Regions from separate parts of the Hordeum vulgare genome. Here region 1 is linked to region 2. A link is a contact called in public Hi-C data. All regions are on one chromosome and are shown on one strand. The core of a region is the stretch at or near the end of the contact, and the rest is flanking DNA. Distances in the headings are between cores, read along the strand shown. Region 1 holds the start of LOC123395598. Region 2 has its middle 79 kb from the start of LOC123395598.

Region 1 (3,905 bases), core at 179-2,678, 79 kb after region 2:
CCGCACTCCCCCGAACGGGGCTGCGCGCCAAGTTGCCACGGATCCTTCACCGGCTCGAAAGATGTAGTACGTACGTGCTGAGCCACCATCCATTCCGTTGGCGTTGGTGATCAAAAGGGGGGTCTGGACAGAGCCATGGCGCATTGCTGTTCGCCTTGTCATTCCATTAACGGTCTGCTGTTTGCTGGGGGAGGAGCAGGGAAGGATCGGCGAGCTGGTGGTCTGTGTATGGGACGGGCGGGCGGGCGTCGTTATCGGCCAAGCCTAATGGAGATGGACGGAAAATATCGTTTCAACGAGCTTGGACGGAAATGTAACATGGCAAGTCGTGCCCGCGCGCGCACGGAAGGTCGCGGTCATGGCCGGGGGTGGGGGTGGGGGTGGGAGGGTGCTCACCTCTTTCTTGATGATGGCGGTCTTGTTGGTGCAGAGCGCGGAGGCCGGCAGCGCGGCGGGCTTGGGCGGCGCGGGGGCGGCGCCCTGGTCCCTGGCGACGCAGAGCTGCATGATCCGCTCGGCGGCCTCGGCGGGGTCCCTGCTCTCCTTCATCAGCCGCGCCACCTCCGACTTGGGCAGCCGCATCCGCAGCCGCACGGCGCCGTCCGCGCCGGCCTCCACGGACGACGGCTCCCTGGCGGCGGAGGGCATGAGGGACGCCACGTCCGACACCGTGCGGCGCGAGAGCATCAGGCTCTCCAGCCGCTCCCTGGCGCCCACATGGAGCGCGCCCGACCACGTCTTGTGCGGCGCGCGCAGGCCCTGGCCCTCGCCCTCGCCGGCGGCGCCGCGGGGGAGGTGGACGAGGAAGTAGAGCTTGCCCGGCTTGAGCGCGGCGTCGCGGTCGAGCGGGCGGGCGCGGACGCCGAGCCGCCGCACCTCCTCGGACTCGAGCAGCTGGTGGCCCGGGTGGCCGCGCAGCGCCGCGCCGGCCGCCGCCGGCGTCTTGTACCGGAACGTGGCGCCGTCCACCGTCATCACCTTCGCCGCCCGCCGCCTGCCGGCCAGAGCGTTCCCCATGCCACCGCCTTGCCTGGCTAGCTTAGCTTGGCTCCGTGCGCAACGGCTGAACGCCTGCGAGGTCGCGCGTAGATGATTAGCGGGGAGCTGAGAGTGGGGGGTTGGTTTTGGTTACCCGTTACCGTACGTGTGAGGGAAACGGAGCTGGGAGTTATAAAGGTGCTCTGCTCTGCCCGGAGGCTCGGGGTCAAATACTTAAATGGACATCCGTTCCGTTGGCTACTGTTGCTATGCTACGACTGAAAAAGGAAGGCACGCTGTTCCGACGCTCCCCTAATTTGTACTACTAATACTAGGTGTTCCCATTGTGTGATCGTTAATAAATACTTTCGCGTATAATAGTGTTGTTGTTTCGTATTCCTTTTTGTACGCTTCTCTTTTATCAGCATGAAACTTTTTCCGTACGGTTTATGGATCACACTGCTTTTTTATTTCTTTAACTACGATATATGTGCACACTACGTATGGATCGCACTACTTTTTTCATGAAGTATGTCTTTTTTTTCTTCCCTTTATGTGTCATAGTGTGACTAGCAACAAACCACTAACGCGATATGCATGATTAGTGTGTGCTCTGATTCACGTGAAAAATATGAAGGCAAGTTAGGGCATCTCCAACTGTAGCGGTCCGATCCAAACGTCTGTTTTTTTTAAACCAGAAAGCAAACTAAGGGAAGCTTTGCCGGACGTCCGGTCTAAATGTCCGTTTTCCTGTATACCAAAAGCAAACCGGGGGAATTTTGCTGCACGTCTGGTCCGAACGTTTGTTTTCATGTAAACCAAAAGCAAATCAGAGGAGCTTTGTTGGACGTCCGGATCATCGTCACGCATTCATTTGAGACCCGGATCCATCCGAAAATCTCTTTCGCGCTTGTGCATGGTTGTCGTGCATTAATGTCGTTCAAAGCGCGAGCGTCGCATTCATGACGGCCCAGCCCTGTGGAGAACCCATCTTCATCGCCGAGCAATGGGCGAGGTACGGGGCCACACACTCTCACATAGACTGCAACGCGGTCACGGTGAAGTCGGACGTGGAGGTGGCACGGATGATCGCAGACGAGAATGCCGGCAGTTGCGCGTCGTTCATACCGCCAACTATGTTTCGTTGATGCCGGTACGACGGTGAGGCCGACCCGTCCACGTCCATTATCTAGCTCACATCCACTCGTCGAGAACATGTCGCAAACTCGATGGGGACGAGTAGGGCATGGAAGACGACGGGGCCTCGATTTTGAAGTGAGTCGGTATTGCCCATGCACTGTCGATCGCACCTTCACTTCTCGAATCTCATCTCGGTCGCCCGACTTGAGTCGGGGAGGGGGAGGGGCGTAACAAGGACTTGGCGGATGGCCATCGCCGTAGATTTAGACTAGGTTTAGATATGATCGCTTTTAAATAGAATACATTGAAAATATAATGATTGTGCTCACATTTACATGAAAATCATCTGGTTTGCATCATACTCCTCTGGTTTGTTTAAATCCGGTTTAAAATATATGCATGCATGGTTGGATGGCCGACTCTCTATCACTATCCACGGACGCGTCCGTACCAGCGGGTGGAAACCATGTGTGTTTTAGGATCAATGTTGGAGATGCCCTTAGATGTTATAGGAGTGTATACTACTCATGAGCTCCATTGTGGCACTAATGATGACCTGCTTACTTTTTATTTCGAGATTGTGCCTTGGTGTAACATTTGATCGGGTGCGATCTTGTATGGTGTCTATGATGTAAAAAATACGCATTGAGATTGCCATTAGCTTTTCAAATGCTAAGTTAAGTCAACTAGAAGAAAAATCTTGGTACAATGATTTCCAATCGGGCCTCGGTTAACCAAATAAAGCTCACGGAGTTCAGGGCTCAGTTAGTTCAACAGAATTAGCTTTCAGTACACTAAAGTAAGTGCTCACATAAAACAGAAATATGCCAAGCACACAACTAAAACTGTGATCTCTATCCCTTCAAAAAACTGTGATCTCTATCATTCTGCATAAGATCTGGTCCAAATTTTGAGTATGGTGGTATGAGATCAATCGAACTGTTATGTACTCCTTCCATTTCTAAATGCAAGTTTTTTTTAGACATTTCAATAGAGAACTATATACGTATGTATATAGATATATTTTAGAGTGTAAGTTCATTCATTTTGCTTCGTACGTAATCCTCTATTAAAATTTCTAAAAATATACTTAAGAATGAAGGGATTAGATCTATTGTTTTACGGATAGATGAACCCCCAAAGATATGTCTTTTCAGATGTCCAAGCCGGACTTGATTAATCGGCTTGTCGGAGCAACAAATTGACTAATGAAGCACTACTTTTTAAGAAACTCACTTGTATGCACACACATAAACACACATCTATAAATACATGTACGCATATTCAATTTTTATGAGTATTTTCAAGAAACTTAATCATCACATGTGTCTTATAGTCCATGAAAATATCTTTTTTCACTGAAAAAACATCATCGAAAACCTGAAATAAATTCATTTTTTTAACACAAGTGACAAGTGCAGAACTTGAAACATGGTCGGCGTGTTCTACCACAAGGAGCCTAAACATCCAAGCAACACTCAGCTCACTCCGAGAAGCACCTTTTGATCAGTGCATTTGTACTGTAAGGCTCACCGACTCATTGTTAAACATGCAACCATGTATCCGGTGAAATCTCTTGTTAGATTAGGGAATTGTTTTTGGTTTTACGTCAGTTGTAAGTGTGCGGTAGCTAAGGTGGTATACATGCCTATGTGTGTTGGTGCAATATAACTGTAAAGCTGGACAGGTCATATGGGAATTCTTAGCTTTAATATATCAGTGTTATGTTTTCCTTTGAGTAAATCACAGTGTGAATCATCTAGAGAATGTCCTAATCTTTTTTTTTT
Region 2 (3,843 bases), core at 443-2,942:
TAGCGTACAAGAAATTGAACGTTTCAAGGCGCAAATGAAGAACACGTTTAGCATGAGTGATTTGGGATTACTCAACTATTACTTGGGCATCGAAGTGAAGCAAAGCTCCGGAGAGATTTCCCTATGTCAATCGGCCTACGCGGTCAAGTTATTGGACAAGTGTGGCATGTCATATTGCTACGAGATACAAGTTTCAGTGGACCAACGTCAGAAGTTGAGCAAGCGTAGCTCAAATCCGCCGGTGGACACCACAATGTATCGAAGCGTTGTGGGCAGCCTAAGATATTTGGTGCATACCCGACCTGACTTGGCTTATTCAGTCGGGATCATGAGTCGTTTCATGGAGAATCCGACAACCGAGCACATGAGCGCGGTCAATCAAATCTTGCGCTATGTGAAAGGCACCATTAATCTTGGTTGTACGTACAGAAAGGGAAAGGAAGGATTAATCCTTCGTGGATATTCAGATAGTGACATGGCAGGTGATGTTGATGACCGAAAGAGCACAACGGACATGATTTTCTACCTTGGCCCGAATCCGATTAGCTGGAATTCTCAGAAACAAAACGTGGTGGCACTGTCTTCATGCGAGACAGAATACATAGCTGCAAGCACGGCGGCTTGTCAAGCAGTGTGGCTGAGAAGACTTCTAGCTATTCTTGCAAAGCGGGAGGTGCAGAAGGTGTCACTGAAGATCGATAACCAAGCTGCAATCTCGTTGTGCAAAAATCTGGTTCATCACAAAAGGAGTAAGCACATAGATACCCGGTTCCACCACATCCGGGAGTGCATTGAAGAAGTGTTGATCGAGGTTCAACATGTGAACACGAAAGACCAACTTGCTGATATTTTCACCAAGTCCCTCGGTCGACAGAAGTTCATCGAGATGAGGAAGAAAGTCGGAGTGCAAGAAGTGAAGTCAAGCAACAAGATTAAGGAGGTGAATGTAGAAGTTAATCATGTTGTTCCTTGTAGGATTAGGAAAGAAAGCCAAACCAAGTCCTAGTAGTATTAGGATTCCTAGTCCTAGTCTATTTTCATAGTTCCTTGTGGACGTGTATAAAAGGCACCCTAGAGGTGTTGATTGTAACACCAGAAAAACGAAAAGCAATACAAAGAAAAGGCTCGACACATGCCTTTAGCCATCGAATCCATTGATCAGTTTTATTCGTGTCGCTAGTTACGCAAGTTCCGTCAAGTTGCTGGCCGAAGCAAAAATCGCGTAGGCACACCTATACGGTGCATACGCACGTTCAAAAGCCAACACGGTCATGCTACCTATTTGAGTCCGAGAGAACTGCCCACAATGTTTGAATGTTCAACAACAAATACATGAAATAAAGAAATCCATATACCTTATGCGATGAGAACTTGGCTTCTGTTAACTCTTAACTGTATGTTATCACTAGTTTTGCTCATTTCTCTGCGCAACGCGCGTGCTGCAGACCCGCTGCGCTGCTGTTCCATTGGTCTTCTCTGGACGCAGGCGCGCGGCCTGCTCTTATCCGAAACTTCTTCGCCCACTGGTCTGGTCACCTTCGACGCGACGCCGACGCAGCGGTCACCTTCGAACGAGATTTCTTCGACGGATCGAAAGCAGATGCAGCGGCGGCGGAAAACGGCGCCGGGTAAACGCCAGGCCAGCCGGCCGCGTGCTTCCCGTTATCATGCGTGTAGTAGGTTGTGGGCGCAAAAGAAAACTGAACGTCGTACGTCCCTGTTAATCATGATTGATTCTTGTAGAGACGGCAGGCGCGCACCGATTAGGCGGCGGAATATTCACATGACCAGATCAAGTACACAGACAAAGCGACAAGCTAATCATCCTCTTATCCGTAATATTTTCAGCCCACCGATGAGCGATGAAGCGATGCCGACCGCCGACGGACGCAGTTCACTCCCGAGTAAGATCGTCGATCAAAAAGCAGAGGCGACGACAGTGGCGGCGGCGGAAAACGGCGCCGGGTAAACACCAGGCGCAGCCGACCTCGTGGCTCCCGTTCACATCCCCATAGTCGTAGTCGGCGGACGGCTCGTGAAACTACGTATCAACGTCACCGTTCATCTCGTGGGACATCACTGGTCAAAATGGTGGTCGCGACACACACAAAACACAGAGCGAGCAAAGACTAGAGACGACAAGCGAGGATAACCAAACAGTCGTTCGATTAAGCGGCGGGGATATTTACACAATCTAGCCAAGTACAGTGTTTCTTTGGGTTTTTTCCTCGTTGTGCTTGCTAGTACTAAAACGGAAAATACAAAGGAGAACCTGGGTGCCAGCTCACCTTATATGAAAAAAAATAGTAATTTAGAAAAAGTTTAAAAAATTGTAAATCTTTTTTGGTATTAAACATGATAAGTATTGTAGTTGTATAAAAGGATTCATCAAAGAATGACTTCTGTTGCATCGTGGATCGAAGATTCGGCAAAAATCGCTATATACAAGTACTATACACGCTATATTGTCATCATAATTAAACTTGTTTTTTTTGTCTCGGATTCATTGGAAATATTTTCTTGTCCAAACTTTTTATATGAGTGCAATACTTAATCATGTTTGGTTCCAAAAAAGATTTAGAATTTTGCTAACTTTTTTGAATTACTAATTGTTTTGGCGCATATAGGGTGCACGCGTACACTAGTAGAAAACATGTTTTACGTTTCGATTATTAATCCCGGTTTGCTCTTGAACCGGGATCAATGTGACCATTAGTCCCGGTTCGTGAGGAATGCTTTTAGTCCCAGTTTATTAGTAACATCTAGTCCCGGTTGATGTTACCAACCGGGACTAAAGAGGTGGTGGCAGAATTTTGTCAGGCTGGGGCCCTTGCGAGGGTCATTAGTCTCGGTTGGTAATACAAACCGGGACTAGATATAGGTCTTTAGTCCCGGTTTGTATCACCAACCGGGACTAAAAGTATCCCTATATATACTGCTTTGTCCAGCCCGAGCCCAAGCTCTCTGTTTTCCCTTTCTCTCCTCTGTTTTCTTGACTTGCTCGAGTTCATTGCTACTTCTTGAGTTTGCATTGATTTTTCCCTTGAAGAGGAAAGGGTGATGCAGCAAAGTAGAGATAAGTATTTTCCTCAGTTTGAGTATCAATTCAGTAGGAGTATCAAGATGAGGCACCAAGACACCTGCGCAAAAACAAACAAACTGGCACCCAACGCGATAAAGGGGTTGTCAATCCCTTTACGATTACTTGTAAAGTGAGATCTGATCATGATAATAGGTAAATATAAATAAATAAATAAAAATGTAGCAAGGTATTTTTGGTATTTTTGTATGTAGATCTGAATATATGATGTGTAAAATAGACCCGGGGGCCATAGTGTTCACTAGAGGCTTTTCTCATGATAGCAAGTATTACGGTGGGTGAACGAATTATTGTCGAGCAATTCATAGAATCGCGCAAAGTCATGATGATATCCAAGGCAATGATCATACATATATGCATCACGTCCGAGACAAGTAGACCGATGCTTTCTGCATCTACTATTATTACTCCACACATCGACCGCTATCCAGCATGCATCTAGTGTATTAAGTTCATAACAAACAAAGCAACACCTTAAGAAAGATGACATGATGTAGAGGGATAAATTCATGAAATATGATATAAACCCCATCTTTTACCCTTGATGGCAACAACATGATGCGTGCCTCGCTACCCCTTCTGTCACTAGGTGAGGACACCGCACGGTATGAACCCAAAACCAAGCACTTCTCCCATTGCAAGAATTATAGATCAAGTTGGCCAAACGAAACCCATAACTCGAAGAGAATTACAAGGATACGAAATCATGCATATAAGAAATCAGAGGAGACTCAAATAACATT

What was found. Hi-C and Micro-C count contacts between places; a contact is called where the count stands out from the background.
Region 1: a Hi-C map of leaf shows a contact between it and region 2, with 2.9 times the contacts expected there. The contact joins the promoter of LOC123395598 here to the enhancer-like site in region 2. A contact is called at or near these places in 3 of 6 Hi-C or Micro-C datasets (leaf and seedling).

Annotation. Positions count from the first base shown.
Region 1 is chr5H:425,447,282-425,451,186 of MorexV3_pseudomolecules_assembly, forward strand. It overlaps LOC123395598, which reads right to left and starts at 1,429. Exons shown (of 2, transcript XM_045090624.1): 1 at 397-1,429. The coding sequence starts at 1,017.
Region 2 is chr5H:425,367,624-425,371,466 of MorexV3_pseudomolecules_assembly, forward strand. No RefSeq gene overlaps it. Among protein-coding and RNA genes, the nearest start is that of LOC123395598, 79 kb to the right of the region's middle. Within about 2 kb of position 1,693, at least 1 of the 3 cell types and tissues checked has open chromatin away from gene starts, as enhancers often do. A contact at or near this core is called in leaf, where this site is marked.